2 separate regions of the Mus musculus genome follow, and region 2 is linked to region 1. A link is a contact called in public HiChIP or PLAC-seq data. All regions are on one chromosome and are shown on one strand. Each heading gives the region's core, a stretch centred on a gene start, on an enhancer-like site or on the middle of the called end of the contact. The rest is flanking DNA. Distances are from core to core; before and after follow the strand shown. Region 1 overlaps 4930529K09Rik (RIKEN cDNA 4930529K09 gene). Region 2 holds the start of Diaph3 (diaphanous related formin 3).

Region 1 (4,561 bases), core at 2,018-4,517:
TCTGTTATTCAGTCATTCCTCCTTCCTTGTTGTGTTCAGTGTCTTTCTTAGCTAACTGTTGCACAAATAAAGAATAGTGGCCTTTGTTTTTGTTTTTTTTAAAGAATGTGAAGTTATGCATTGGGTCAGAACATCTATGAGCCTGTGGGACTTTGGCTGAATGTCACTGAAAATTATGTATGCATTAGAAAACCATCATCATTTGTCTAGCTGTGGAGACACGAAACCTGTTGCCTAATGCAAAGACAGAAAATTTCACTTTGTGTTTTCCTTTTTTTTTCCTTTAATGTTTAATAAGAGAAACCCAAGAAATGTATCTTGGGGAACTCTACTTCCAACCATATAGGCGAATAGATGTGCTCACTGGGATAAATGAAGACACCATAGAAATTTCACTGCCTCTCATTTTTCTTATTCTTGCGGTAAATGAAGAGAGGTTGTCCAGACTTTTAAGAATCATCTTATGATTTTTGACAATATTGGAATGGAAAGATATTAGGAAACTAGGTTTTTAATTAATTTGAGGACCTCTAGAGTTGAACTGTGTAGCAGGAAATCAAATCTCCTCTTTGCTAAAATGGTGACAGTCAGATGGGGTCTTATCAGTGTTCTGCTAGTGGTGTGTCCCACTAAATGGGGAAGTGTTGAGTCAGGGTATACTAAATATATACCTTTTGGAGAAGAGGAGCAAAGATAAGCTTTCATTGGCAATTTTTCTAATGACTAGCATGGCAGTAGAGAATCTGAAGGACAATTTACAGAAAAACTTATTAAGAGAGTACTGGTAACCACTGCAGTGTTAAGGAAAGGAGCCCATATTGTCATAAGTGTTTTTGTCAATAATTGGCACTTTCTAGTATTGAAAAGAATTATTAGTCATCTAGTCTAGTTACTCATCTGATACTCAGCTCTTATCTGGAGTATTTAGGTAAGAATCTGTCTAGTTTTTGCTTGGCTATATCCAGTGAGGAATAACTGTCTACTTCCCACACCAGCCTGTTTTTATCATTGGACAGTTTTGGAAGTTAGAAAGTTGTTTCTGACTTTAAGCTCAAATATGTTTTCCACCAGTTTCTGGCCACTCATTCTCATTCTCGCCCTGATCTTCAGAGCCATGAGTACCATGTTCAATCAGTGATGGCCATGATGAACAGCTTGACATCTCTTGAGGCATCTGACCTTACCAGAAAGTCATTCTCAATATTCCCAAATCCATTTGTCCAAAATCAACATAACATGATGACCACACCAACCTGCACCTCCCCTTGGTATTGCACACACTGAAAAGATATGGCTCCATCCTTCCCAATCCCAATTTCCACGTTATAAGATGAATATTTGTTATTCAAATATAACTACGACATAAGTGTTATTGCTCTCATATTTGAATAACTCTGCGAAATATATTTTAAGGCAGCAGGTAAAAACACTTGTCAGACATTGCCTGTTGGGTGAATAAAAGCTCCATTTAGATAGTCCCCAATTTTCCCTCAGTTTTTAAAATTCATCTTTTTAATATATATTCTAGCCGTTCACTTGTATGGCCTAAATTACAAATAAATCATTTATGCCTTCTGCAGAGCCAGGTGATTTTTAGTACATCTTCACAGCATTATTACATCCGCTCTTTCCCCTTTCCTTCACACTCCACTGATCTCCAGGAAATTCTCCGCTTAGGATTTTGGATCTCTGAACAGACATAAATGATATTGACATAGAAGATTATTGTGACTTTTTTCACTAAACAAAATCTGTTCCTACTGAATTGGAGCTAGTCTCCCATTACCATATTTCAAACTTACTCTACTTACTAAGCTTCGGTGACACCAGCGAGATATTTACCATCTGTGTTATGATATCTAATTCACTTGGTTACCTGCTAGAGTCAAATATATTGAGCCCATAGGATGTGATAATCACCAAAATAAATGTAACCTAGGATCATTATTTTTAAAATGGAAAAAGGAGAATTGAAAGAAGCAAGGGCATTGTAACTTTAATCTACAACTACTCACTGGGTTTGACACGTAAGGGCAGATAGTGTAGAGGGAGTTTCCACTACTTTTCTCTGCTTCCACAACTGATGTTATGTCAAAGGTAAGATGAAAATGGTCAAGAATTGCAGTTACCCCAAACCAGGACAGCAGAAGTCATTTTTCAGACTTGACTTTTAAGAGTATAAAGCCAGGTTTACAGTTCAGGAGCAACACAGTTTCTCATTCACAATCTGTCTTCCAGCCAACCTCTTCTATTACCAATATGAGGAAGGTACAGAGATAAAATACAGTTTCAACTTCAAATCCCTCAAACCGAATTGTGAGGAAGGGGAGGGGTCTGATGCTGACATGCTGGATGGAAGGGAAGCTGATGATGACCACAGTAGGGCTATCAGTTTTTCCACTGATAAGTATGAATTGAGTTGGAATAGGCAGAACATGAGAGTTAGGTTATTTGAGGCTTATGCTGCTAAAAGTTTGCTACAGATGTGCCTTTTGAGGGCTAGCTGAATAGAAAACTCCTCAATACATGTTCAAAATTGAAACAAAGCCACCATGATCTCTGAGACTCATTCCCTCATTTTTAAATGCTGCAAGAGGTTGTTTTGGCTTCCCCTTCAAAGGACTCCTTTCTCTGGTCCTAGAAATTTCATTCCACAGACACAGGAGGCAAAGATGCATTTGGTCTATACACTAATGTCCCTTCACCGACTTTCACTAAAGCCTGTATCTACTTTTCCCTTTCATAAAAATAATGTTAGTGAATTCCCATTCACAGGATGTATGATAAATAATTGTCTAAATTAAGCAACAGTGTATGGGAGATAATTTTTTTATTAGCTGTAATAGCTAGAGTTGACAATTTTCATGCACACTGAAGAACAAACAGGTTTCCTCAGTCTTCAAGATCCTCACAGAGTGGGACTGAAGATAAAACATGCATTCATACCTGATATATAATCTAGATGTTGGTATGTAGTGAAAGAGATATAGATAAAGAGCCTCAGAGGTTTTCAGGAAGAAGATATTCCTTCTGAGCTCAAGAATGCTACAAGCAAGGTGGAGTGCCTAATGGTGAAACAACAGGCTGCAAACACAAGGACTGTGTGCACTAATCTCAATTTTCCTGCCCTGCCTGTGTCCACATCATTTCACTGTACATTAGTTTCTTCAACCATTAAATGAGAAGGGAAAACAGCATTCTTGCCCAAAGTACTCACATCCTCTAGAGATGACTCAGAGATGAACACATCAATAGACAGATCCCAACCCAAGCAAAAACATCGGATTGTTCATGGAAAGCTTCACACTGCCAAGAATAGAGCAGAGATGACCTTGCTCTCCAGTGTCAGAACCCCCCAAACTCTACATTCTCTAAGACAGTCCCTCAGAGCCAAGCTCAGCTTGAAGCAGGCAGCTGATTGTTCACATAGAGTCCCTATGAAAAGGTTAACTTCTGTTAGCAAACTATCAGTAACCTGCCATGCCTAATTATCTTTCTTTATACACATTTTATTTTTCCAAAGTAATAAACAAATAGGAAAATATTTCTAGGATCCTGTGAAAACTAATCTTTCAAGGCTACTTTGTGGCTTAATAAATAAAAAGAAAAAAAAAGGAAAAGTCAAAACATTGCTTTTCACTGGGCTGTGTTTATTCTCTTTGGAAAAAAAAAACACTACAAAGCAGTGCTCATCTAAGTTCAAAGCCAAGTGCTTTGTCCTTTACACTTTTGAGTTAGTATTGAATTCACTTCACTCATGTTTTTACTGAACAGACAGATAAATTCTGGTAAATTCATGAAAATAAAGACAAGTAAGAAGTGCTAATTCATATAAAGACTAAGACAAATGCAGGGGAAACAATGTAGCCCTTACTCTAGACTACCCTCCAACCCAGCCTTTAATTAACAGCATGCATTAGTTACATCATTTAAAATTATCAATGTTACAACTAATGCATCCAAGACTGACTTTACAAAATAAATTCATTGTCTTTGGTACTTTTTGCTTGACTTTAACAGGGTCTTACTCTGGAATCCTTGCTACCCTGGAAAGATATAGTCCAGACAGGCCTTGAACCTAGTAATTCTTTTGCTTCTACCTCATAAATGCTGAGATTACAGGTGTCTACAACCACACCTGGCAACATGCCTATTTTGAAACTGGATTGTAAAAGAAACACTGTCTCTAGGGCCTACCTTCTAACATAACAATCATTCCTATAAAAAACCCAAGATTCAGACAAAGTGCCTAAAATAACTATCTGAAAATAAACTAACTTAAAGAAAAAAATCCTCATAAATAACACAAAATAAATCATAGTATGATGCTTTTGTTTTAAATAAAAAAATATGTATTTAAAATAGTTACCAGGGGTTAAGATTATTCAGATTTCTAGAGTAGTCTTCATTTTCAAAACCCTACTGACATAAATTTCTCTTAGAAATTAAGTCTGTGTTCGTCCCTTTCCTCTTCTCCCTCTCTCCCACTGCCTTTCCTCTTCCAGTAAAAAGGAGCTAAAATGAACCTCGTAATTGGTCTCCGCTCAGACTGAACACACAA
Region 2 (4,871 bases), core at 983-3,482, 890 kb after region 1:
TATACATAGCAACAACTAAAGAAAAAGAGGACATAAATTTAAGAAAGGGGGTGGCACACAGCAGGAGCTGAAGGGAGGAATGGGGCTAGGGAAAATGATGTAATTATATTATAATCTCAAAACATTTAAAAATTACAATAATAAAATTAATATGTAAGTAAAAGTCTAACTGTGGAGATCATCAAGAATCCAAATTACTTCTAAATGAATTATGAAGTCATGATTCAAATCAAGCCCCACCCATGAACTCAACATTGTAGAGTTCAACATCTTAGAACTTCAGCATGTTGTCTTTTAGACTTCATTTCAGCATGACTTTTAGCAAATGGTATGGGCACTGTGGCATACCAGAGAAATAATAAAAAACACAATCATCAGCCTTCAGTAACATCAAATATTTATTCAAGAACGCTATGTTGTAAACTACAGAAAATCACACTTCCGTGGCAGCCAAGACATGTGCTGAGCACTAACCCAGAAAGTCAATTATAAAAAAGAAGAGATGGGCCGGGCGTGGTGGCGCACGCCTTTAATCCCAGCACTAGGGAGGCAGAGGCAGGAGGATTTCTGAATTCGAGGCCAGCATGATCTACAAAATGAGTTCCAGAACAGGCAGGGCTATACAGAGAAACCCTGTCTCAAAAAGCCAAAAAAAAAAAAAAAAAAAAAAAAAGAAAGAAAGAAAAAGAAGAAGAGGAAGAGGAGGAGGAGGAGGAAGAGGAGGAGGAGGAGGAAGAGGAGGAGAAGAAAGAGGAGGAGAAGAAAGAGGAGGAGGAGGAGGAGGAGGAGGAGGAGATGGGGGCTGGTGAGATGGTACAGCGGTTAAGAGCACGGACTACTCTTCCGAAGGTCCTGAGTTCAAATCCCAGTCACTTGGTGGCTCACAACCATCCATAATGACATCTGACACCCCCTCCCGGTGTGTCTGAAGACAGCTACGGTGTACTTACATAAAAATAATAAATAAATCTTTAAAGAAGAAGAAGAGGAGGAAGAGGAGGAGGAGGAGGAGGCAGCATCTCATGGATCCCTCTCAGAGTGGACAGAATCTATCATGACCAGGTTAACTCTCTCCTATCCTCGTGTTATTTTGATGCTCAATTCTGCATAATCAACCCCCACTTATCTCAACATGTCTCTGCTCTCAGCTTTATTCAATTACAAGTAAATATTACACTTAGCGATTGATCCACAATCTATTATTTTGGATATAATCATGGTATAAATTCCTGAAATTGTATTTGACAAGAAAGGGCAAAGCCTGTTCCTATCAATACATAAAAATAATTTCCCCATACTTCTAAGGAAAACTAACAGTCAGTGTTAACTCTGCAATTCTCTTGGACTAATACCAAAACCTACCAACCCACACAATCAGACAATCTGAATGAAATCATCCTCATTACCTAGTTTCCTTCCAGCTGACACTAACTAAAAGCTTACCAGGTGCTAATCATAGCTCTTCCTTAAGCTTTAAGAACGCAAAGCCAACCCGATTAACGAGTTTCAGATACTTGAAGACTCCTTCCAAGCTAAACATGACATTCTTTAGCAGTGACTACACAACCCGCCAAGTTTGAAAACGAGTTGCCTCAACTTGTAAAAATACGTCCACCTTAAAAGGTTCTTGTTGAATTAAAATATTAGACGGGGGAGGGAGGGCTATCAGCTAGAAGTTCACTTTCTGTCTGACTGACTGTTCTACTAAAGGGATGGGGTAAATTTTAACTTTCTTTTAAAATGCAGAATCCGCCTTGATGACGTCAGTACACAGCCATTTGAACTGTTTTTCAGATACGCCCAAAGAACTGCCAGGCTTCACAGACATCAGGGCATTCGTCCCAGAAAGGAATCGAATCCCGCCTTGTCACTGGGGATCTAAGCGGATTAACAGCTCAGGCCTTCTGAAACAAACCTAGCTCCCAGCTCCCGGGGATGTCACCTGGGGGACAGGGAGTTGTAGGCCGCGGGAGTCGCCGCACGTTGTGGCTCTGGCCCACACTTACCAACTTGGGTCGCTTCTCCCCGGGCTCGTAGGGGCCAGCGGGCGGCGCGGACTGCAAGCCCTTCCTCCGCGACGACTTGCTGTCCCGGCCGAGAGCGCGCGCCCGGTGCCTCTCCATCTTCCCGGGTCTAGGTCGCGACCTGATCTGGGGCTTTGCTCCGCGGGCTCAACTTCCCGGTCCCACGCCCACTGCGCATTAACCGCTGCACACGGCTGGGCCAATCTATCTGAAATCTCCCGCCACCACAAGCAGCCCGGTCAGCCAATCCCGCGCCGCGGAACCTGTGACGCAAGGGCCCCGCCTTTTCCGGGGATGCCAAAGCCTGGGCCTGATTGGCCCTTCGGCCTGTCCATCGCGCTTCTCGCCCTCTGGCTATGCAGGCTGCTTGCCAGATGGTACATAGTAAGGAACGGGTTTGGAAGGAAGGTTGAGCTAAAGAGAGTCTCTAACAAGGCTTCCCTTGGACTTTCAGAGTAGGTTCTTGAAAAATCTGAGCCGCAGGGAACCTCTCTCAGTACTGTTTCAGCAGCACTGAATACGAAAGCAACTGATAAGCCCTTTGAGTAGTCTCTGGAGATCTCAGGGTCTAGGAAAAATACTTCTACTACTTGCCAGCGCCCATGCCTCTTAGAAGAGATGTTTACCATTTTTTGATTACCGTTTATATAAAAATACTGCTGTCGTCTCAGAGAGAATAGAGTTCATTCTAGAACCAGAAATGAGTGACCGCAGCCAGGTGGTGTGAACATCGGTTGAAGCACGGAAGAAAGTCATTTCAAAGACATTAGGACAGACCTACAGGTGCTACGAGATGCACAGTCTTGTTTGAGGTTGGTGGAAGTTAGTGGACTTTTAAGGAAGAGCAAAAGGCGTCACGTGATAGTCGTAGGTATGTTAGATCTAACGCAGCGATGAATGGCAATTACGTGAGCCAAGATTACTTGGCTCTGGATTGGCAGCATTCCATGTCTCTACAATCATTGGAATTCTAACCTGTCAATTAAGCGCGTAGAATTTTTACTACAGGTGCGGCTTTTTCTGGAACTCCAGTTCACATTGTTCAGCACTTACAGCATGCCTCAAAGCCTAAATGCGTACTCAGGGTCAACCAAAAATTAAAAGGAATAGGGTCCAAACAATTCACAGTTTAATGTGTTTCACAGGTATTGACACAAAACAAAATGTAAAATTATAACAGCCATTCTACAGGTTTTTAAGTTCAGGTGGCAATCCTAAATATAAAGTAGAGGAAAGGGTCAGAACCTGGGTTCAAGGCAAGCAAGCACCTATCCCCAATATGCCAAATAAAGACATTAGTAATGAAGAGAAAATTCTGGAGATCAACTCAGTGTGGCTACACAAGGAAAAGGAACAAATAAAGAAATCCAGGAATCTCCCAAGTGCATCCTTAAAGATATTGACCTTCTGACTATGGAGGTGATTCAAGCCAAGACAAGTAAACATAAACTATTGATTTTGGTACAAGAAATAGTTCTAGGTATTCCACAGAGACTAGCACAGGGATTCAGAAAATGAACCTAAGGTTTCATCTACAGCTTTTAGAGGTTTAGGTTTAGTTCTGGTCTTGCAGGTACTGTTTGCTCCTTTTCTTGTTATAATGTGAGTTTTTATTATTGTCACACAGATTTTCATCTTCAGTGAGCATATACTAAAGGCAGATTCCAAGAGATTACCAAGGTCACCGGAAGAAGTACCTGGCTCTGTCACGATGGACAAGGAAGATGAAGCTTCCATTCTTACCATTTGGTAGCTGCGTGGTGTTGGAGGTGATGTGTGACTTCCTTTGCTTCTCCATCAACAAACACTTCAAATAGGAATGCTTCAGCTTACGTGAGACAACATACAGAAAGCACACAGACCTATCGGTGCAATGCAGCCAAAGACAACCAAGAGACAGACAGACCTATAGTTGGGACAATTTAGATTTATTACAAAACATGTGAACATCGCTGTGATGAACCACGAGGCTCTTAGAAGATGATGCTACAAATCACTTGAAAGATCTGCATTTTGCCGGGGTGATTTGAGGAAAACCTCACAGAATACTATTAGGAGGAATGGCCAGGACTGGGTGCTGTCTTGAAGTGGGAGCAGTTTAATGCCCAGGATATCTTGATGTTTCCTAGGAGCATGATAGCGTGAAGCTATAACTAACAGCATGGCAGATTCTCAGAATGAGGAATGGACAATGTCGAAAGACAAAATCCAAACAAATTTGCTTTTAAAAAGTAATTGCAGCCAGACATGGTGGCGTGGCACGCCTTTAATCCCAGCACTTGGGAGGCAGAGGCAGGCAGATTTCTGAGTTCGAGGCCAGCCTGGTCTACAGAGTGAGTTCCAGGGCTATACAGAGAAACCCTGTCTTGAAAACCAAAAAAAGAAAAAAAGAAAACAGTAATTGCATTATATTTTCTTTTTCTTTCTTTTCTTTTTTTCTTTTTCTTTTTTTCTTATTCCTCCACCCCCTTCCCTTCTTCCTCTTGCTCCGGCCCCACTCGCTCCGGCCCCTATATTTTCAATTGTAGAAAAATACCCTTCATCCTATCAATGACAAGGACTGTTCCACTGCGCTGAGCAACAACTGTGGTTTCATCAGCAGGAAAGGGCTAAAGAAAGCAAAAGTGAAGCCTGAAGAGCAGACTGGGTCTCTTCTCGGTCAGGTCAAAGAGGAAGGGTTGATTGAGGTAGAAAAACCTCCATGGCTAGGTGGTTCCATGGGCCTGGGGGGGGGGGGAGCGTGTGTGGGAGTGAGAAAAGGAACAGACACTCTCCATCTCCCTGAGCTTCCCACCCACAGAGGCTCAGTGAGCAGCCACCCTGTTTCTGCAGCTCTGTCTTCCCCAC

The links. HiChIP or PLAC-seq counts read pairs in DNA pulled down with a chosen protein or histone mark.
Region 2: an H3K27ac HiChIP or PLAC-seq map of the NIH/3T3 cell line shows a contact between it and region 1, with 6 times the contacts expected there. The contact joins the promoter of Diaph3 here to the enhancer-like site in region 1. A contact is called at or near these places in 6 of 39 promoter capture datasets (the 3T3-L1 cell line, embryonic stem cells, frontonasal cranial neural crest and 1 more), 1 of 484 Hi-C or Micro-C datasets (cortical neurons) and 1 of 115 datasets of contacts at active chromatin or transcription factors (the NIH/3T3 cell line).

What each region holds. Positions count from the first base shown.
Region 1 is chr14:86,251,189-86,255,749 of GRCm38.p6, forward strand. All of the region lies in intron 1 of 4930529K09Rik (RIKEN cDNA 4930529K09 gene), which reads left to right. Among named protein-coding and RNA genes, the nearest start is that of 4930529K09Rik, 7.5 kb to the left of the region's middle. Within about 2 kb of position 3,268, at least 31 of the 459 cell types and tissues checked have an H3K27ac peak or open chromatin away from gene starts, as enhancers often do. A contact at or near this core is called in the NIH/3T3 cell line, where this site is marked.
Region 2 is chr14:87,138,992-87,143,862 of GRCm38.p6, forward strand. Diaph3 (diaphanous related formin 3) reads right to left here and starts at 2,233. Exons shown (of 28, transcript NM_019670.2): 1 at 2,007-2,233. The coding sequence starts at 2,123.